Linked DNA regions of Cricetulus griseus: region 1 is linked to region 2. A link is a contact called in public Hi-C data. All regions are on one chromosome and are shown on one strand. Each heading gives the region's core, a stretch centred on a gene start, on an enhancer-like site or on the middle of the called end of the contact. The rest is flanking DNA. Distances are from core to core; before and after follow the strand shown. Region 1 has its middle 51 kb from the start of Aqp9. Region 2 holds the start of Lipc (hepatic triacylglycerol lipase).

Region 1 (3,475 bases), core at 558-3,057, 150 kb after region 2:
GTTTATCTCTAATCCTGGATTTAACTTATTCTTGGTGGTCAGATCAGCTGTGAAGCCAGCTGTTAGACCCTGATGTTTATCATGAGACTGCTGTTAGGTTATTTCTCCAGTCTCTTCCTAAATGGTGTCATGGAATTATGAAGGATTTTATAAAATTCCCTTATTGTATTTTGTGACGATTACCTCATATCTAACAGAATATTTTGCCATCTAATAATCATCCTTTATATCATCTGCAATTTGATATGCATATATTATATCATACATATTTTATCAAAGTCATTAATAAAATTGATGAGTGGGACCTGGCATATTTAGTCTTTTTTTCAAAGATTTTTGTTTTTAAATATGTGTTTACCTGTGTGTTACTCGGGGTGGGGTGGGTTTGTGCGCTTCTGCAGGTGTCAGTAAAGGTCAGAAGAAGGCATCCAATCTCCTGGATCTGGAGTTACAGGCAGCTTTAATCCATCTGACATAGATACTGGGGGACCAAAGACTGGTCCTCTGCAAGGGCAGTGCGTGCTCTTAATGCTGGGTCATCTCTCCAACTGCATACAGTTAATCTTCTAGCAGGGTGTTTTAAATATCTTTCTGAGTAAGTCTTGATACTTTAATGGAACAACATCTTGTGAATGGTTGTTCCAGCTAAAAAAGAAAATGCTTCCAAATATGCCATCCATATAGTAATTACTCTTTTATCCTCTGCAATTTTACAAACACGCCATGCATGCTTCATTCAAAACATTGATTAAGTTTTTGAATGGGACCTGGCCAATTTGGAGTCCTCTGGGAGGACACTCAAGCCAATGGAGTAGGATCTGTTCCATCCTCTGAGTGATACGTGAGAAATGTTCTAGCTACAAACCTGGCTCATCAGTTGCTTCCCGCATGGCTTTTATTTTTCCTTTGGTTCGTGATGGCTTTGTGGAGAATTTGCAGTTGAGAGATATTTTTTCTTTCCTTGTATTTTCAGGAAAGAACTCTCTAGGGAAGTGATTTAAATTTGTCTGACATGGCTGGCTGTTATCAACTTGTGTGGTTTCCTAATGAACACTAATTTGTTCCCCACATGATCACACATAAATTCATCTTAGGATCTTCAGAGCTCAGGGTTAGTAAGCCAACACACCTGGGTTGAGATCCTGGCCCTTTTCATGGTGAACTAAGGCCGGTCATTCAGTTTCTCTGAGCCTTGGTTTACCCATTTGCACAATGAGAATGATCACACTTCCTTCCCAGGATTGATGTTCAAAACAGGAAGATGTGTGGAAGTACCTAGGAACATGGGCGATGGGTAGAAAACACCCAGCACTCCTGGGGTTTGTCACTGTTACTGTAGCTACAGTGTCTTATGATGACAAATTGTCCTAAATAGCATTAACTGTCAACTGGATACTGCTTGGAATCACATCGTAAGAGACCCAATTGAGTAATTGCCTTTATTAAATTAGCCGATGGACTTGTCTATGGACATTTTCTTTATTGTCCTAATTGATATATAGAAAGGCCCTGCCCTCTACTGGGTAGAACCATTTTCTGGACAGGTGGCCCTGGGCTGTAGAAGGAAGCTAGGTAAGCAAGCCGATAAACAGGTTTCTCCATGATTCTTGTCTCCAGGTTCATGACTTGAGTTCCTGCCCTGAATTCCTTCAACGTTGGGTGTGACCTGGAAGTATAAGTTCCTGACCTTTCCTCTCCAAGTTGCTTTTGGTCAGAGTGTTTTTATCACCACAGCAGAATGAAAGGAGGGCAGTGGTTAATCTGTCATCTCTAAGATTGACTTCCTTATTTTCATGTCTCTGGAAATTTGAAAGGCACGTGGCTAGCCCATGACTAAAGGCACAGTGTTGGTGACCACATAAGAAGGAAGGCCATGCTGCTTTGTGTCTGCCACATGTTCACACTAACCATCTGCCCCAAATGGGGCCTCTCCCTATCTTTGTTCTTTTGACTCCAAATATTGATTATGGGACACAGGAGATGGCTCAGTGGTTCAGAGCACTGGCTGCTCTTCCAAAGGACCCTGCTTCAACTGCCAGCACCCACATGATAGATGCAACCATCTATAACTCCAGTTGCAGAGGACCCAACACCTTCTTCTGGTCCCTAACTGCACTGCATGAACCTTCTGGTCTCCAATGGCACTGCACAATGTAATATATACATGCAAACAAAACACCCATATGCATCAAATTAAAAAAACATTAAAATCTCCCTCTCCCTTCCTCTCTCTCTATATTAAACAGTGTTTAAATTTAATATATAATAGATATTATATTAAACAGTGTCTCCCCACCTCATGCCCATCTCTCACCTTTGTGACCACAGAGTGTTTCATATGATTTAAATCACCTGGGGCTCCATCTGGAACTGGCAAACCCACTGCAGCTACTCTTTGAGATTTCTGGGTCCCATGGCCATATTTTGTATAGCTCTGGAATGTGCCAGATCTACAGGTCACTCAGTTCTGCCAAGATTAGAAGATGAAGGAAACATGGGCTCATGGTTAGTAACGGGATTTGGAGAAGTGTGTGAGCACCCTAGAAGTGAGGAAAGGATGAGGAAGATGCATCTGTGGATAAATCATTTGGCATTCAAAGGTGAGGATAGGAGTTTGGATCCATGCAAATGATGCAATTGCCCCCCAGGTATCCAGTCTGTTTGTAATTTCAGAGCTTGGGAGGTAGAGACAGGGGTTCCCCAGAGCAAGCTCTGTAGGTAGACTAGCCAAATTGAGAAGGTGAGTTCTGGGTTCGAGTGAGAGACCCTTCTTCCATAGATAAGGTGGAGAGCAGCCCAGGAAGGCTCCACACTTTGGCTTCCATACCAATAAACACACACACACACACACACACACACACACACACACACACACACATATGTCCACACACATGCAAATACACATGCACACTTCACTTAAATACACATGTAAAAAAGAAAAGAAAGGAAGAAAGAGGAACAGGAATTAAGGAAGGGAAACAAATCCCAGTGACAAGGGAAAGTCTCTAAGTGACTTTGAGAGAATGGTCATTTCAGCTAAAAATAACCCAATGCAAATCTACCCACATGCTAATTATCCTTTTGTCCTCTGCAATTTTGTAAACAGGTCATACACACTTTTATTTAAAATGTTGGTTGGCTATGCTGTTGAATAGAACCTGGCAAATCCAGACTGGGAAACTTCTGTGTGAGCTGCACATATAAGAAACTCAAGGTTCTATGGTTGAGAGATAGATGGCTTATGGGTTAAGAGCATGTACTGGACCTGAGTTCAGTTCCTAGCAACCATGTCAGGAAGTTCATGACTGCCTCTAACTTCAGCTCCAGGGAATCCAATGCCCTTTTCTGGACTCTATGGGCACTACACACACACACACGCACACGCACACGCACACGCACACGCACACGCACGCACGCACACACACACACACACACACACACACACACACAGTCGGGGGAGGCAAACACATAATTT
Region 2 (3,385 bases), core at 73-2,572:
TCTGTTACCCCAGTGCTCACGAGGACCTCAAGGTTGAGGCCAGCTTGGTTACTGTGGTAATTTGAAAGAAAATGGCCCCCAAAGGGAGTGTCACTTTTAGGAGGTGTGGCCTTGGAGGAAGTGTGGTCATGTTGGAGGAAGTGTATCACTATGGGGGCAGGCTTTGAGGTCTATTTCTCAGGCTTCACTCAGTGTGACAATCAGTTGACTTCCTGTTGCCTGTAGGATGTAACACTCTCAGCTCCATCACCACATCTGCCTGCACACTGCCATGCTTCCCATCACGATCATAATAGACTGAACCTCTGAACTGTAATCAAGCCCCCCTCAACTAAATGTTTTCATTATAAAAGTTTTCATAGCATGGTGTCTCTTCACAGCAATAGTAAACCCTAAGACAGCTACATAGACCCTGTCTCCAAATTAACTTATCTATCCATCAACCCATCCATCCATCCATCCATCCATCCATCCATCCATCCATCCATCCATCAATCCAATTTTAAAAATAATTTGGGCCTCTACCACCAGATCTTGTTGACAACGGGCACAGAAGTAAGGTTCCAAACCCCTGTCTAATTGTTCAGTTATTTCAATCCCATCATTTGCTGATCTAACTCACCACCATTCAGTAGGAACCCAATTCCATCTTCCTGATGGAACTTGTGAGTGTATCCTTGGCCATTAGTTTAGTTTATGAAGCCACAGACTAAACAATTGTTGGTGGCTCTTTAGCCCAGGAAAAAAACTTTGTTAGAAAACTAACGACTAGGAAACATACAATGACATCTCTACTTTAGACTGGACTAGAAATAGGACTCTGATTCCCCTCTCTTTGGAGCGAGCAAGCTGATTCACAACCCCAGGAAGACAGAGCATTTGATTGCACACCACACTCCCGATGGCAAATTAGAATCCAAATGAACCCTTAGGAAGATCCCGAGTTTTCAGATCATTGTCTGTTGAGCAAATCTTCTTTCGCATGGTGTCCATATCACCCCATACCAGAGGCCGCACTGCTAGTTGCGGGGGCTTTTTACTGTATCTGTTCTCAGAGCAGCCTTTTGGAAATCCAGTTCCTTTCATAAAGTGCTGCAACAGCACTGGGTGCCTTAGGCGCCACTAACAGAACCACTTTCTGTGTTCTGAAGCAAATTCCATCCCCCATCATCAATCTCTGCAACACGTTCAATAAAGAAAAATCCACAGCCGTTTTTAGAGAAAAGATAAATTCCTACCTGTCCCCAAGCCTTGTCCGCAGGCACTTGACTGGATAAAGATGCATAAAACCAGGAAGATGGGGGCATGGAGGGGACTTCCCATTTCTCTTGTCTCACCCTGGGGTCCGAGGTCTTCTTGTTAATGTCTAGAACTAAAGAGACCAGAATGCTTCTTGGTACTCAGTTGGGGAAGGCCCCCATTAATTATTAACCTTAAAACATATTACCTAGTGTTTGGACACTTTCTTTGCCTCCCCCAATCCAAATCTAACAATTTCTAGTACCAAAAAGAATGACCCACAGAAACACTTTATTTTGATAGATTTTGTAAATAAAACACCTCACCAGGTCTTTTTTCCTTTTGAACCAAGCTCATAGTTCAGAATCAATCAATTAGTGTGTTGTGTTTGGATATTTTCTCAAAGGTAGGGTAGGTGACCTCTGCATCATTGCCTGTGTTTCCCTCTAAAGTCCCTTGAAGGAGAGGAAGTGTCATGGACCTGGTGTTTCAAATAGTAGGCTGACCCCAAAGAGAGAGAAGAGCCGAATTTCCAGGAACTCTGCTTCTTGTTGAATTCAGCCATGTTCCAGATGGCTGCAACGTAAGTGTGGAGGAGCTACAATTCTACAGCTGAAAGAGGGGCTGGAAACCGGTGAGCTCAGGTTAAGAAGGAACTGGGTGAGAAGCAAAGATCAGAGTCTTGCTGAGAGCCCTGTTGAGAGATACCCCAGGATAAACTCACTCACTGGGTTAATTAATGTTCAGTCGAGAGCTGAGGGCTAGGAAGCAAGGTCATTGGGCAAAAGCATTCGGGGAAGATGCCGCGGTGTGCAACTCTTGCAAGATTTCTTGGCTCTCGGGTGCTGTTTAAATTTTATTTATTTTGTATGTCCACACTGAACAAATAAATGCTGTATATTGAACACCACTGTGTAACCCGCACGGTTCTTTTGAGATAGCTAAGTGAATAAAACAGACAAGCACTACAGTCCCTGTGGAATTTATGTACCATGGGGTGAGAAGAATTATGCGATAGAAAGTAGACATAATAAAGCAGAGGTACATGTATGAGAACTGTGTGACTGGGAACGTGGCTCAGTTGGCAGAGTGCTTGGTTGGATCTCTAATGCAGTGCGTACCGTGGCACATGCCTGTAACACCAGCACTTGGAGGTAGAGGCAGAAGTATCAGGAATTCAAGGTCATCTCTGGCTACCCAGTGAGTTCAAAGTCAGCCTGTGCTACACGACATCTTGTCTCAAAAACTGAAGTAAAAGTAAAGAAATAACAGGGATAATGGGAAAATAGCGATTTTTAAATAGAGTGCTCAGAGTGACTCTTGTGCAGAAATTCAACTTGAAGCAAAGGATTTGAGGGATGTGAAGGAGTGATTCTGTGGGGAAGAGTTTTTGGACCAGTTAGGGCAATGGTCCTGAGGTTGGAATATGTTTGGTGTGTTCTGAGAATACAAAGATGGCTAGTGAGCAGGGAGATGCATCCATAGGTCTGCGGCTTTTACGTAAAAGACTCAGAGACACATAGCAGCAAAAGAGTAAGTAACATGATTTGTGTTGTTCTGCAGATGAGCAAGGATAAAGAGACCAGCCGATTGAAGAGGGCGTTGTGACTGAGCCTGGAGCTTTGATGGTGGCTGGTGCAATGTAACGGTAGGACAGGATAGAGGCTGGATTGTTTTTGGGAGTAGAACTAGTAGATTCCATGGATTTCTGGGAAGGAGGAGGTGGGAAAATAGTGAAGAGTGACTCTGAGGCTTTTGGTTTAAGCAAATGGATTAATGCAGTTACTGCCATGAACTGAGACAGGGAGCTGTGAGGGGAAGGGGTCTTGTGGGGGGTGATGAACAATTAGATTTGGCTTTGTGCAATCAGAGTTGGCACTTAAGTCGCCCCACCCCAGTGGATTGTGGAAATGGTTAGCGGGCAGTTAAAGTGTCCATTGCTGTCTGCCAGTGACTGACTTAAAAGCTCTCTGAAGGGCTGGGGAGACAGCTCAGTGACGGAACTGCTTGCTATGCAGACACGAGAATCTGAATTTGATCTCCTGACTCCACATTAGTTAAAAAAAAAAAAAAATCCAGACATGAGCATGTTCTTGTAACCTCAGGGCTGGGGAGGCAGAGCTAGGTCAATCCCCTTGGCCTGCAG

Evidence for each region. A called contact is a pair of places that touch in the nucleus more often than the background predicts.
Region 1: a contact with region 2 is called in a Hi-C map of liver, with 3 times the contacts expected there. The contact joins the enhancer-like site here to the promoter of Lipc in region 2. A contact is called at or near these places in 2 of 8 Hi-C or Micro-C datasets (fibroblasts and liver).

Annotation. Positions count from the first base shown.
Region 1 is chr4:182,636,359-182,639,833 of CriGri-PICRH-1.0, forward strand. No RefSeq gene overlaps it. Among named protein-coding and RNA genes, the nearest start is that of Aqp9, 51 kb to the right of the region's middle. Within about 2 kb of position 1,808, at least 1 of the 6 cell types and tissues checked has open chromatin away from gene starts, as enhancers often do.
Region 2 is chr4:182,491,355-182,494,739 of CriGri-PICRH-1.0, forward strand. Lipc (hepatic triacylglycerol lipase) reads right to left here and starts at 1,323. Exons shown (of 9, transcript XM_027411221.2): 1 at 1,239-1,323. The coding sequence starts at 1,323.